Regions from separate parts of the Mus musculus genome. Here regions 1, 2, 3 and 4 are each linked to region 5. A link is a contact called in public ChIA-PET and HiChIP or PLAC-seq data. All regions are on one chromosome and are shown on one strand. The core of a region is the stretch at or near the end of the contact, and the rest is flanking DNA. Distances in the headings are between cores, read along the strand shown. Region 1 holds the start of Acsbg3 (acyl-CoA synthetase bubblegum family member 3). Region 2 holds the start of Tubb4a (tubulin, beta 4A class IVA). Region 3 holds the start of Fem1a (fem 1 homolog a). Region 4 holds the start of Tnfsf9 (tumor necrosis factor (ligand) superfamily, member 9). Region 5 holds the start of Rpl36 (ribosomal protein L36).

What was found. ChIA-PET counts read pairs in DNA pulled down with a chosen protein or histone mark. HiChIP or PLAC-seq counts read pairs in DNA pulled down with a chosen protein or histone mark.
Region 1: a contact with region 5 is called in an H3K27ac HiChIP or PLAC-seq map of embryonic stem cells, with 7 read pairs. The contact joins the promoter of Acsbg3 here to the promoter of Rpl36 in region 5. A contact is called at or near these places in 3 of 39 promoter capture datasets (cranial neural crest, embryonic stem cells and stem cell-derived epiblast-like cells) and 2 of 115 datasets of contacts at active chromatin or transcription factors (bone marrow-derived macrophages and embryonic stem cells).
Region 2: a contact with region 5 is called in a FOXA1 HiChIP or PLAC-seq map of pancreatic cancer cells. The contact joins the promoter of Tubb4a here to the promoter of Rpl36 in region 5. A contact is called at or near these places in 1 of 484 Hi-C or Micro-C datasets (CD4 T cells) and 3 of 115 datasets of contacts at active chromatin or transcription factors (bone marrow-derived macrophages, pancreatic cancer cells and regulatory T cells).
Region 3: an RNA polymerase II ChIA-PET map of memory CD8 T cells shows a contact between it and region 5, with 1,244 read pairs. The contact joins the promoter of Fem1a here to the promoter of Rpl36 in region 5. A contact is called at or near these places in 4 of 39 promoter capture datasets (the C10 cell line, cranial neural crest, hematopoietic stem and progenitor cells and 1 more), 11 of 484 Hi-C or Micro-C datasets (B cells, CD4 T cells, CD8 T cells and 6 more), 19 of 115 datasets of contacts at active chromatin or transcription factors (the SCID.adh cell line, bone marrow-derived dendritic cells, bone marrow-derived macrophages and 15 more) and 3 of 9 other capture datasets (adipose tissue, liver and pancreatic islet).
Region 4: a FOXA1 HiChIP or PLAC-seq map of pancreatic cancer cells shows a contact between it and region 5. The contact joins the promoter of Tnfsf9 here to the promoter of Rpl36 in region 5. A contact is called at or near these places in 1 of 39 promoter capture datasets (liver), 3 of 115 datasets of contacts at active chromatin or transcription factors (bone marrow-derived macrophages, memory CD8 T cells and pancreatic cancer cells) and 1 of 9 other capture datasets (adipose tissue).

What each region holds. Positions count from the first base shown.
Region 1 is chr17:56,874,180-56,876,879 of GRCm38.p6, forward strand. Acsbg3 (acyl-CoA synthetase bubblegum family member 3) reads left to right here and starts at 1,305. Exons shown (of 14, transcript NM_030141.2): 1 at 1,305-1,501; 2 at 1,909-2,217. The coding sequence starts at 2,082. It overlaps Acsbg2 (acyl-CoA synthetase bubblegum family member 2), which reads right to left and starts at 268. Exons shown (of 15, transcript NM_001039114.1): 1 at 18-268.
Region 2 is chr17:57,086,347-57,089,046 of GRCm38.p6, forward strand. Tubb4a (tubulin, beta 4A class IVA) reads right to left here and starts at 1,254. Exons shown (of 4, transcript NM_009451.4): 1 at 1,111-1,254. The coding sequence starts at 1,167.
Region 3 is chr17:56,255,536-56,258,235 of GRCm38.p6, forward strand. It overlaps Fem1a (fem 1 homolog a), which reads left to right and starts at 1,258. Exons shown (of 1, transcript NM_010192.4): 1 at 1,258-2,700. The coding sequence starts at 1,374.
Region 4 is chr17:57,104,016-57,106,715 of GRCm38.p6, forward strand. It overlaps Tnfsf9 (tumor necrosis factor (ligand) superfamily, member 9), which reads left to right and starts at 1,370. Exons shown (of 3, transcript NM_009404.3): 1 at 1,370-1,845; 2 at 2,235-2,271. The coding sequence starts at 1,417. Gm11110 (predicted gene 11110) reads right to left here and starts at 1,927. Exons shown (of 4, transcript NR_033508.1): 1 at 1,883-1,927.
Region 5 is chr17:56,612,079-56,614,778 of GRCm38.p6, forward strand. It overlaps Rpl36 (ribosomal protein L36), which reads left to right and starts at 1,317. Exons shown (of 4, transcript NM_018730.3): 1 at 1,317-1,370; 2 at 1,508-1,602; 3 at 1,829-1,963; 4 at 2,046-2,168. The coding sequence starts at 1,510. The coding sequence ends at 2,135. Lonp1 (lon peptidase 1, mitochondrial) reads right to left here. Exons shown (of 18, transcript NM_028782.2): 17 at 2,558-2,700; 18 at 2,219-2,485. The coding sequence ends at 2,306.

The DNA of each region.
Region 1 (2,700 bases), core at 55-2,554, 260 kb after region 5:
CCTCTCAGGAACCTTACCAACTTTCACAAGGTGGCCAGGTGTCACAGATGGAGACATCTGGTCAGCAAGGTAGTTCTCCTTCCACAGAGTTGGTCAGTGGTGGGTGGTCCCAGAAGCGTGTGTGTGTGTGTGTGTGTGTGTGTGTGTGTGTGTGTGTGTATGTGTGTGTGTGTGTTGTCCCCTTCTTGCTCTGGTCACCCCTCAGTCTAGCCAGGGTGATGGTGGTAGATGGGTTCCCACCCAACACAACTCCATAATTCAGGCTTCTGGAACCTTCTGCTCAGGACACCCCTTATGACATCACTGGCCGTCCTCCCCTGCACCCAGCCTCAGGAGAAAAGTACTCCCTGGGGAAGGGGATTGTAAGCTTCCTTCACCCATCATTCCCTCATTCATTCATTCCTTCCTTCATTCATGCATATAATCTTCAGCCACTCACCAGTGTACTTACTCATCTATTCATTCATTCATTCATTCATTCATTCATTCAGATATCTGTATGTGCTTGAACAGTTTTTCCAGCTCCAGTGTTGAGCACTGTGCATTACATTCGATAGAAATAGAAATGAAACCAGACAGGGCCATTCAAGAACCTATGGGGAGTCTCAAAACCAAAAAAAAACAAAAAAACAAAAAAACTACCATAAAGGGTCTGGCACTGTAGCCCAGTGGGTAGTGCTCAAATAGCATGTGCAAGGTCTGGGATTCCAAGCATCACATGAATGGCATGGCACATGCCTGTCAAACCAACACTGGGGATGGTGGAGGCAGGAGGACCAAGGTCATCCTTGGCTACACAGGGAGTTAAAATGTAGCCCAGGCCATATGCACATGCATTTACACTGTGAAACCGTCATCACCATCCAGTTCTAGAGCCTTCGGTCTCCCCAGTCTGAAGCTCTGCCCCAATTCAGTGCTCACTCCCCTCCTTTCCCAGGTCTGCACCACCCACTTCCTGTCTCTGTGACTTGCTCTGGGGCCTGCAAGTGCGACCCTGGGGTATGTGCCCTCGTCTGGCGTATTTCACTGGACAGGGTCATCATCGTTCCTCCACGTTGGCATGGGCATCTTTTCAGGATGTCCTCTCAGCCTGGAGTGTCCACACCCTTGCTCCCTCCTCTGTCAGTGACCATGAGCTAAGAAGCGTGGCTACTGTGTGGATATGGCTGTGTGACAGACCTGAGTCTCTTATTTCAATGGTTTCTGGTGTATGACCAGAAGGGGACCTTGGGTCATGTTGCCATCGTGGCCCTGGCTTACGGAACACAGTGATGTCACAACAACTGCCTTGAAATGTAGAAGGGAATGTTCTGGAGGATGTCCAGTCTGGGGGGCTGCGTGTCCTTCTGTGGCTACAGTGGGAGGTGGTGACAGAGCTGGACAAGAGTCACCACTGTCGTACCAGTTGATAAAGTGGCAGCCTGTGGTGGGGAGAGAGGGCTGAGGACAACAACATCTGCCCCAGCCTCTCAGGAAACGCCGGTGCCACTAGGCACAGAAGGTCCTGGAAACTCTATTCTTTTCTCCTCCTTTCCTCTCCCTTCTTTTCTACTCCCCTCTCCAGAGTCCCATGTAGCCCAGGCTACCCTTGAGTTCACACAGCACTCAACCACTGGAGAACATGAGTTCAGTCCTCTCTCCCACAAAAAAAGCTGGGTGCAGCAGCATACACCTATAACAGGAGACCCCTACTGCTCACTGGCAGTCAGCTTAGTCAATAGGCAAGCTATGGGCTCGGGAAGGGAGAGGTGTGGATGGTCACTGCCAGACAGGCCTCAATGGAAGGAACATAGCTGAGGAAGAAGAGATTTGCTGACGACCTCTGTCTAGCTTCCACAGGTCTGCATACACGCCACACACAAGGAATGTCCCCCACTAACACCCAGCTTGTTTTATTTCTTTTGCCAGCATCCACTCCTGCTCCCTTATCCTGGTCTGTGAGGTTCCTGTCTTTCTCTGGCCAATTCCACCACCATCCACCCCGCCCTTTGAGGAAGCAGACACCCCACTGTGGACACCTGGTCCTCTGCCCTCTGTAACTGTGTGCGTGAACATCTTTGTGCTGGGTCTGTGTCGTGGGAATGACTGACCCTAAGGAATCAGATAACCTTCAGACCTCCAGGAGGATCCTGAAAACCAAAACCATCTTGAAGAACAAAATTCACAGTGCAATATCGAAGAAGGCACAAGCAGATAACTTTGAGATACTGACCCCAGGTGGGAGCCCTGCCCCCCACCCCGTGCAGGGAGAGGGTGGGGGTGGCAGCAGGGTCCTCTTGTCAGCCCAGGCACACTTCTGGGATCAGTAGTAGAGCAGCACTGGTCTACTGGGGTAGGTGGTCAGTGGCCGTTGAAGTCCTGTGGAGAGGGCTTAAGTAACCGGGGGAAGGAGTAAGGGTGATACCTATGGCCATGTGACCTTTGCCAGGGCGATCATGTGACCAACCATCAAGGCCTTGTCCATTTGGGAACAGTAACCCTGACTCCATGTTCTCCTTTCTGTGGGTCAGGGAGCAGTGAACAGCACTCCTGTCCTTTGTCCCAGTCTTTTGGAGTGACCTTTGACCTCCATCCACCTGAGGTGGTGGAGGGTGGAGGGTGGGGGACTGTTGCTGTAAATCTCTCCAACCCAAATATGCCCCAGCAATGAAAACACAACACCATTAATATGAAGACATGCTGTATGCCTAGATTGGGCAG
Region 2 (2,700 bases), core at 4-2,503, 470 kb after region 5:
TGGGGGTGGGAAGCAAAGTGAGGGGGAGGGGGAGCAAAGTGAGAGGGGAGCAAAATGAGGGGGAGGGGGGAGCAAAGTGAATAGATTTTCCTTTTGTTGTTATAGTTTTTTTGTTTTTGTTTTTGTTGTTATAGTTTTAAAACCTTTTAAAAAACCATTTTCTGTGTGTGTGCATTCATATGCATGCTCCTGTTGTCAATCTTGGCCATGAGCCCTGGGGGAACCATGTTGCTTGTCCTATTGTTTGTTTGATGATGAAATGTGTAGAATAGCTTTTTTTTTTACTTATTGTCTTAAAATTTAATGTATGTATGTATATATATATGTATATATGTATGAATGTATGTATGTATGTGTTTGTATTATTTTTTTAGTCAGTGTCTCCCAAAGCCCAGGCTAGCCTGAAATTCACTAGATAGTTTAGGATGATATTGAACTCTTGATCCTCCTGCCTCAACCTAGCCTAGTGGCTGGGATGACAGGTGTATACCACAACACCTGGGCAAAGGTTCAACCTATTGAGTTATAGCCCCCACCCCTTATTTTTTTGACACAGGGTTTCACGTAGCCCAAGCTGGCCTCCAACTTACTGTGTATGGGAAGCTATTTTTGGGCTCCTGCCTCTATCCACCAAGTGCTAAGATGTCAGAGTGGGTCACAGTGTTAGTCGGGAAGGGCTGAGAGATGCTGTGTCTAGGACACTCTTAAAGCCACTTCTTCAGTTGCTGACTGTCTGTCTGTGAGGTAACTGGGAACTCAGAGCCACAGCAAAGCATGAGCCAGCAAGAAGGGAGAAGTTGGGGGTAGGGAGAGGCTTGGCCCCACCAGAGCCACTTGGTGCCAGTCCATCCCGGCAGCAGCCCTGGGAGGAGGGGCCGTGCCTCTTCGTTCCAGGCAACTGAGGGTGACAGTGGCCCAGCTGTGAGGCCAGCTGTGGCCAAGAGACATAAGGCCAGGCCCTGCCCCCATCAGCCTCTTTGTTCCCAGTCTGGCTCTGCCCTGGTTCCCCTCCTCCACCTAGGATGCAAAATTCCTGGGTGAGCCTTGGGAGAGCCAATAACCCCTCTCTGAGCCCCTGTGCATTCCCACCCTCTACTCAGTCCGACGCACCTTGGCCCCGATCTGGTTACCGCATTGACCGGCTTGCAGGTGCACGATTTCCCGCATGGTGGTGGCGCTGCTGGTGGCGTCTGATGGACGGGTGTCGACCGGCCGCTGTGGCTCTAGCTCTGGACGAGATGGCTGCGGAGCTCTGTCTCTGCGCCCCCGGGCGTCTCTATATTTGCGGAGCAGTACTCACGTCACCGCTGGGTCACCCGCGTGCTCCGCCTCCTGGGCCCGCCTAGGATGCTTGCAGTGAAGGATGGAGGGACTGGAGTAATGGAGGAGGATGGAGGGAGGGGCCTCGGAAAAGTAGGGATCTCCTCCGTCAAGCTCTTTCTCTGAGACCTCAGGGTCCCGGTGTATCCCCACTCTAGTTTCCCCTCAGGCTCCGTTGTCAGGCACCATTCTTTCTTTCCACTCTGATTTCATAGAGACTGGATGGAAAGGCACCTCGGAATCTTGTAAATAGCATCTAGGACAATGTCCTCCCTCTCAGCCCCAGCCCCTGCCTCAATTTCTCTGTCTGCTTCTCCCTTCTTCATTCCTTCGAGACCCCCTTCCTTAGAACCTTTGTATAGGTGGGGAAGAACGGTGACTCTGAGCTCCAGGCTCTCCACAGTGGAGTTTGGTTTGAAGGTGGCAGGTGCATGTGAGACACTGCTGAGTCCTGGAAGTCGCTTCTGGAACCCTTCTACAGATTTCCTTCTATGTTCTGAGGAGCGCTGGAAGGCTCTTGACCCCCCAGGAGGTCTCAGAAACTAGGGCTAAGACAAATAATTGGATCCCACCAACAGCAGAGAGCTTTCCCCACCTCAACATATCTTTGCTTTGTTATTGATATTTATTTCTTTAAGTACAAGTTTTCCCATGTAGCTATTGTTCCCCTATATCACTATATGGCCCAGGCTGGCCTTGAACTCATGGCTTTCCTGCCTCCAATCTCTGGAATGCTAGGATTACAAGAGATCTACAACATAGCTGTAAAAGTGACATAGTCTAAAAGTGACATCTGAAACATGCTTGTATGTTCATGAGTTTATCTGAGCATAGGTTCAAGTTAGAGTGTGTCCATGCGTTGTTGATCTTTACCATCCATAATGTTCTATTCATAGACTGTCTTCTTGTGCTGGATTCCATGGGTTTTTCTGCTCCCCACCCCAACTCCAGCATCCCCAGGGGTTATAGGTGCTACTTGCTGTGTTCCTTGCTTTGAGAGATTTCCCCTCGGGACTGCATAGTGTAGTCCAAGCTGACTTCTCACTCAATGCAGTCCAAGCTGACCTCCCACTCAATAAGTAAACAAGCTGGCCTTAAACTCCTGATCCTCTGCCTCTACCTCCTGAGTGTGCACCACCATGCCCTGGGGTTATATGGAGTTGGGCACAGGACTAAGGGACTCATGCATGCTTGGAAAGTGCTCTCCCCATTGAGCCCCAGCTCACAAACACCATGACAGCTTTCCCTCATTATAGATCCAATTGTGATGTTGCCAGCTGGCCAAAGACTGACTCTTTTCCCTCCCTCCCTCCTCTCTCTCTCTCTCTCTCTCTCTCTCTCTCCTTCCCTCCCCCTCTTCCTTACTCCCTTCTTCCTTTC
Region 3 (2,700 bases), core at 8-2,507, 360 kb before region 5:
GCAGTGGTTCAGCTGTGACTCTCAACCATAGGGATGCGCACACCACCAGTAACTCCAGCGGCAAAGATCCCGACGCCCTCTGCTGGCCTTGGCGGATGGAGGGAAAGCATGTGGCCTTTAAATTTTTTATTTATTTAATTTTATTTTATGTGCATTAGTGTAAGATCCCTTGAACTGGAATTACAGACCAGTTGGGAGCTACCATGTGGGTGCTGGGAATTGAACCAGAGTCCTTTGGATAAGTAGTCAGTGCTCTTGACCACTGAGCCATCTCTCTAGCCCCGCATGTGGCTCCTTAAAAAAAGAAGAAAGAAAGAAAAAGAAAAGCTAACGTGAAAATCGAGACTGCCTAACATTTCTGCAAATAGCTAAAGGCGAGTTGGGGTGCGCTGCCAGCTCAAGATCTTACACTCGGCGCGCGCCCCCTGCTGGTCAGCAAGCCTTTCGTAGAAGCCCTTCGCCTTCCACCTCGCTCCGGATTGGCTGGGAGTTGCCTTTGTTGCCCGCTGGGAAATGTAGTCCGCAAAGGAGGCGGAGGCCCATTCATTTCCTGCCTGCGCGACCTCGAAAACCGGAAGTACAGCACCACGCTACCCTGGGTCGTCCGCAAGGGCCGCCGAGCCTTGCCCGATACGAAGGGAGGCTTTTTATTTACATTTCGTCTCGCGGGTGCCCCACGGCGCTGTGGGAAGCGAATTCCTTTTTCCCCCACTTCATGTTTTCCTGTGGATTCTGACATGAATGACAGAATGCACATTATCACCTGGCCAAGCTGCTCAGAGCCCCTCAAAACATGGTGTATTTCCATGATGGGAACTGTAGTCTTTCAATGGTACCTCGCCCAGTATTCTTCGAGCTAAAGCTCGGACTTCTTGCCCTGTCTAGAGTCTGTGTCAGTGACAGTAACCGGAAGTATGTCATCAAATACTCAGGGTCACATACAACTTTATAGACTTGCATGGTAGGAATTGAAAACTGAGACCCTTTTGAGAGACGTCCTTTTGGGAACTGAGTGAGAACATGCTGCCGGCAATCTCCGCCTTAGAGTCAATACCAGGAAGTATGTCACCACATTTCCCAAGGATCGCACTAACCATTGGCCTTGCTTGGCGGAAATTGCCGTCCTGTCACCGGTTCCCCCCTATCCCTTTCGGGAAATGTAGTTTTTTCGCTTTTCTGATTCCAGTATCATTCGGCGGGCGATCGCTCATAGGACTCCATTTCCCAGCATGCCTGTGCACACTCTGTCCTCGCCCCTTCGCGGCGGCCATTTTATTCCTCCCGGAGACCCGCTAAGATGACAGCCCGGGAGAAGGTGAAGGTTGTCTCTGGCGACCGGCGGCCCGGCTAGATCCAGCAGCGAGGCTTCCAGCATGGATCTGCACACAGCGGTGTACAATGCGGCGCACGACGGCAAGCTGCCGCTGCTGCAGAAGCTGCTGGCCGGCCGTGGGCGTGAGGAGCTGGAGGAGCTGCTGGGTGAGGTGGCCGGCGGTGGCACGCCACTGCTAATCGCAGCGCGCCGTGGACACCTAGACGTGGTGGAGTATCTGGTGGACCACTGCGGCGCCAGCGTGGAGGCGAGCGGCTCCGTGCACTTCGATGGCGAGACCATCGAGGGCGCGCCGCCGCTCTGGGCAGCGTCGGCCGCGGGTCACCTGGCCGTGGTGCGTAGCCTTCTGCGCCGAGGCGCCTCGGTCAACCGCACCACGCGCACCAACTCCACGCCGCTGCGCGCCGCCTGCTTCGACGGCCACCTGGACGTGGTACGCTACCTGGTGGGCGAGCACAAGGCGGACCTGGAGGTGGCCAATCGCCACGGCCACACGTGCCTTATGATCTCCTGCTACAAGGGCCACCGCGAGATCGCGCGCTACCTGCTGGAGCGCGGCGCACAGGTGAACCGGCGCAGCGCCAAGGGCAACACCGCCCTGCACGACTGTGCAGAATCTGGCAGCCTGGAGATCCTACAGCTGCTGCTGGGCTGCCACGCGCGCATGGAGCGCGACGGCTATGGCATGACCCCGCTGCTGGCCGCCAGCGTCACCGGGCACACCAACATCGTGGAGTACCTCATCCAGGAACAGCCGGGCCACGAGCAGCTCTCAGGGACAGAGCTTCCCGGGGAAGGCTCCTCCCAGGTGGCAGGAAACCACTGCTCCACCCCAGAAGAAGCAGAACCGTATGAGAGCTGCTGCCCTACCAGCCGGGAAGCAGCTGTGGAAGCTTTGGAGCTGCTGGGTGCCACCTACGTGGATAAGAAAAGGGATCTGCTTGGAGCCCTGAAGCACTGGAGAAGGGCGATGGAACTCCGTCACCAGGGTGGAGGCTACCTCCCTAAGCCGGAGCCCCAGCAACTGGTTCTGGCCTATGACTATTCCAGGGAGGTGACTACACCCCAAGAGTTGGAAGCCCTCATTACAGATCCTGATGAAATGCGGATGCAGGCGCTGCTGATACGGGAGAGAATCTTGGGCCCCTCACATCCTGACACTTCATACTACATACGGTACCGGGGTGCTGTCTATGCGGACTCCGGGAATTTCGAGCGCTGTATCCGTCTGTGGAAGTATGCCTTGGACATGCAACAAAACAACTTGGAGCCCCTGAGCCCCATGACCGCCAGCAGCTTCCTGTCGTTTGCAGAGCTCTTCTCCTACGTGCTGCAGGACCGCTCGGCCAAGGGCAACCTGGGCATGC
Region 4 (2,700 bases), core at 120-2,619, 490 kb after region 5:
CTGTTGTAAGAATCTTGGCCCAGTAAGCTCGAGGCTTTGCGCTCCTTCCCCAACACAGAAGAAGCTGGATTTGAGGGTGTATGCCTGTCTGTGTCTGTATCCCAATATACTGGGGAGGGTCAGAAGTTCAGAGTCATCCTAGGCTGTCTAGTGAGTTGGAGGGCTGCAAGGCGAAGACCAGACCCTATGTAGAAACAAACAACTCCCCATTTTATAGCTTGTTGTTTCCTGCTGAGATAAATGGTCTGGTTATATCAGTACTTTTTTTTTTTTTAATTATGTTTACTGATGGTATGCATGTCGTGGTCAAAGGGCACTTTCAGGACAAATTTCTGGGTGTCAGTTCTTTCTTCCCACCATGTAGGTCCTGAGGACTGAACTCAGGCCACCAGGCTTGTGATTATACTATTACTGGCTGAGCCATCTCAGCAGATCTAACCAGATCAGAACATTGAGGAGTCTGTCTCCAAGGTTTGCCCAGAGCCAGTCATCTCTCAGTTCCTCTTTTGGGGGGTCTTCTCTGCGCCCCCCCCTTTTGCCTCTACCTCAGGCAAGAACAGTGAAAGAATGGGAAATTGGAAATGTGTCCGCTGCCTGGGGGAATTTCTCTATCTGGACTCTCCAGCCTTCTGTTTCTGGAGTCCTAAGAGACTACTAACAGGAAGCCCCAAGAAAGTGGGTGGGGACACACCAGGAAAGGCCCAGGGTAGAGATGGGGTCCTGGGGAGGAAGAGGCTGAGTGAGTGGGTGCCTAGCAGGTCTCTTTGATTCCGCTGGGGATGGGTGGGCAGTTTTGGATGTCCCTAGAGTCCTCGACAAAACAACAACAACAAAAAACAAAACAAAACAAAACAAAACAACAACAAAACCCCCTGCATTTAGGGCGTCCCAGGGATGGGGAGCTAGGGGTTGGAAGAAAAAGGGAGCAGGAGAGATCAGGAGAGAGACAGAAGTTTGAGAGACAGAAAAACAGGAATGAAAATCAGCAGCGGAGAAATAACCTACCAGTGGGGAACACAGAAAAAGAAGGGAGACAGAGCTGTGGATTCAGGAGAGGCCAGGGAGGGAATGGATTCCGATATCACATGGTTCCCATCATATAAAAAGCTCTTTAATGTGTCAGTGTTAAACCAAATCAAACACACACACACACACACACACACACACACACACACACACACACACAAAAAGGGAAGAAGGACGGGCGGGCACAGGGCCTGGACAGGGAAGGGGAAAGGGGCGAGAAGGGGGAGGGGAAGGGGGGAGGAGGAGAGAAAGTTCCGGGAGTCGAGGGGCGGAGCGCGGAGCCCGGGAACCCCGCGGCTGCCCTCCCTCCCTTCCCTCCCCGGAAAAGGCGCCTCGGTAGCCTATAAAGCACGGGCACTGGCGGGAGACGTGCACTGACCGACCGTGGTAATGGACCAGCACACACTTGATGTGGAGGATACCGCGGATGCCAGACATCCAGCAGGTACTTCGTGCCCCTCGGATGCGGCGCTCCTCAGAGATACCGGGCTCCTCGCGGACGCTGCGCTCCTCTCAGATACTGTGCGCCCCACAAATGCCGCGCTCCCCACGGATGCTGCCTACCCTGCGGTTAATGTTCGGGATCGCGAGGCCGCGTGGCCGCCTGCACTGAACTTCTGTTCCCGCCACCCAAAGCTCTATGGCCTAGTCGCTTTGGTTTTGCTGCTTCTGATCGCCGCCTGTGTTCCTATCTTCACCCGCACCGAGCCTCGGCCAGCGCTCACAATCACCACCTCGCCCAACCTGGGTACCCGAGAGAATAATGCAGACCAGGTCACCCCTGTTTCCCACATTGGCTGCCCCAACACTACACAACAGGTGAGGCTCATCTCATCCCTAGGGGACTCTTTCTTACCTTCTGGAAGCATCGCTGCACCGACAGGGAGAGAACAGCACTTCCTCCCCACCCCCGCCCCGCCCCGCCCCGCCCCGCCTCGCTCTGCTCCTGCTACTCCGCTTGAAGCACCCCCTCTCCATCTCGCACTCAGAGGAAATCCCTTTGCGTCTTGACCCCTTGAATGAACCTATGAAACCTGGGGGAGAACTCCCGAGGGTGCACCGCAGTTCCCTTCAGTCCCACTTAGGCCTTCAGGGCTCTCCTTCTCCATCCAAAGTTGGACGCCCCAATGTGTGCTGGGCCGTATGAGTTCCTATCTGCTTCTTTAGGATGTAAGGTACCATCTACCTTTATTTTTCTTTCTTCCCAGGGCTCTCCTGTGTTCGCCAAGCTACTGGCTAAAAACCGTGAGTGCCCCCTGATTTATTTCCAGCGGGTCCCGCAGGGAGGTTGAACAAGGGGACCTGTTCAACCTTCTAGTCATGTCCCTCTCCCTCACTTACTCAGCCTTTCTCACTTGCTGTCACAGCTCCAACTGTCATCCTTGGGACCCCATCCAGGTTTTCAGAGAATTGAGAATTCTCACCCCCAGCTGACTCTGGGAGATCTCCTTTTCTCTTTTCCTTCCTCTATCCCTCCCATGTAGCCCAGGCTTCCTCCAAATTCATTATGTAGCTGAGGCTGGCCGCCCTGCTGCCAACACCTCCAATGGGCTGGGATAAATGAATGCCTTTGGGCTTCAGGCACCCTATTGAGCCCGAGCCCTAGTCTCTCCCTGTCAAGTCTTAGTTGTCAAATTATTTGCCCTCAGAGATGACTCTCTTCCTGCACTCTCC
Region 5 (2,700 bases), core at 67-2,566:
TTTCCTCTCCCTCCTGTGTTCTAGGACCTATTCCTACCTTCTTTGGACTCTTCTCAGGCCTGATCATCAGCACAGCCACCCTAGGGTACCAGAGTGGACCCTCTTGGCACGCAGGCTGAGGATCCCCACGAGGGCCTTAGCTCCATCCCAGGGTGATGCTACCCACAGGCCCCGCCTATCTGGGTTGGCCCCTCCCACTCTTATCCAAGTACTTGTGCTGCTGACGAGTTTTGCCCTCTGCTCCCTCCAGAGTACTGCATCCTGGTACATCCATGCCCTGCTTCGTAATGAGAGTTGGATTCTCTTATGTTCTCTACTGTTGGAATTCCTCAGGCTGACAGAGCGTGGAGTGTGGGAAGCTGAGGCAGGAGAGGAGGAGGCTCAAGTACAGCTCAGCTGCTGGAGCACTTGGGTGTTACACGCCTGTCATTATCAGGACAGCCTGGGCTGCACGAGACCATAGCTCACAGAAAAAAAGTGAGGAAGGAGAGGAGTGAGGGGGCACAGCCTGTGATTCTAGATAATTTGCAGCCCTCTCTACCCCAAGGCCTCCAGGGGACGCGAAACTCCTTCAACGAAACAGTTCATAAGGATCAGTCTATTGATCCGGACAGATTTGTTGTGACTGTTGTGACAGATCTATTGATCTGTTGGATCCGGAACCCTCCATGACGAAGGCAAACGGAGTTCTGTAAACTGACTTCTGACCTCTGCAAGTTTGTAGTGGCACATGCTCTCTCTCTTTCGAGACAGGGTTTCTCTGTGTAGCCCTGGCTGTCCTGGAACTCACTCTGTAGACCAGGCTGGCCTCGAACTCAGAAATTCGCCTGCCTCTGCCTCCCAAGTGCTGGATTAAAGGTGTGCGCCACCACGCCCGACACAAACAAAAAATTTTAAAAGCACTCTTTAAAGTCATTTTTAAAAAGATTTGTTTATTTAATTAGTTATTATGTATACAGCGGTCTCCCTGCATGTGTACCATCAGGCAAAATGAGGGCACCAGATCTCATTATAGATGGTTATTAGCCACCATGTGGTTAACTGAGAATTGAAATCAGGACCTCTGGAAGAGCAGACAGGGCTCTTAACCTCTGAGACATCTCTACAGAGCCCATTCCCCTCAAAAGCACTTTTATTGTCAGAGATTAAATTACTTCAACAGCTAACAACAGTGTGAGGCAGCATTCCAACTCCTAACCTAAGGGATGATTCCCAAGCCGAGGTCTCACGGGTGCCGTAGAACCTCCGGCCACCAGAGGTCGCCCGCAGCGCGCCTGTCTCTCTAGCCGGAAAGGCCTGCAAGTGGCATATATCCCAGGATTCTGCGCGGTGCCGTTCTTCCTGTCCCGGCCGCCATCGGAGAGCATCAGGTAAGTGGGCCTCGTCGGGGCTCATCTGCCCCCATCGGGCATCCCGGCCCCATGGGGAGTCCCTGCGGGCCGGCATGCGGGCGGGCGCGGGCCGAGGTACCGTGTCTCAGCCGCTGTCTTGTCCCCGCTGCCCACAGCCATGGCTCTGCGCTACCCCATGGCCGTGGGCCTCAACAAGGGCCACAAGGTGACGAAAAACGTCAGTAAGCCGAGACACAGCCGGCGACGCGGGGTGAGTGCTGGGGACGCGACCGCCTCGTCAGAGATGGGGACGGGGGTGAAGAAGTGAATATCGACACCTGCGTAGATTCTGTGTCGTTGGAATGGGAAGGTCTGAGTGGTTCGTGGGCCCGGTCGTTGATTGGGCGTCTGAGACTGGGAGTCGGTCGGTGGGCTGTTGCGTTCGGCCCCCTGTAAGGCCCATTTTGGGGTTCGTGACCTCGGGGCTGTGCTCGCAGCGCCTCACCAAACACACCAAGTTCGTGCGGGACATGATCCGGGAGGTGTGCGGCTTCGCACCCTACGAGCGGCGAGCCATGGAGTTGCTCAAAGTGTCCAAGGACAAGCGCGCACTCAAGTTCATCAAGAAGAGGGTAGGCAGCGTGCTGCACCGAGCACGGGTGGGGGTGTGGCTGGCTGCAGTGGCCCTGGGTGACATGCGACTACTCCTCGCAGGTGGGCACGCACATCCGCGCCAAGAGAAAGCGGGAGGAGCTGAGCAACGTGCTGGCAGCCATGAGGAAGGCGGCGGCCAAGAAGGATTGATGAACCCTCCCCCAATAAAAGATGGTTCCTACAGTTTTGTGTATGTGTGAGCTCACGGCGACACTGAGACTCAGGCTTAGGGCTTTTGGAAAGGTTTTCTTTATTCATGATTCTACAGCTGTGCTCGTGGCTCCGCCACACCATGATTTATTTAGTCCCAGGCCCCTGTGTCATCTCTCCACGGCCAGTGCCTCCCTGTGCTCTCGCCGGGGGAAGGCAATGGGGAATATGTCCCGATAGTGTTCCACGAAGTGAACTTCAAGGCCCTCTGTGATAAAAGGAGCTAAATCCGAGTAGTCCTTTCTGTTCTCAGCAGGCAGAATGATGCAGGTCACACCTGCACGCTTAGCCTGTGGAAAGATGTGTCAGCTGGGTGCTCTTCCACCCTGAGGTGGTCAGGGGTACAGGCGGCAGACACTCACCGCAATGGTCTTCTCCTTGATGCCACCCACAGGCAACACCTTGCCAGTGAGGGAGACCTCCCCAGTCATAGCCAGGTTCTGCAACACTGGCTGGCCCAGAGCCAGGGACAGCAGTGCAGTGACAATAGTACAGCCTGCGCTGG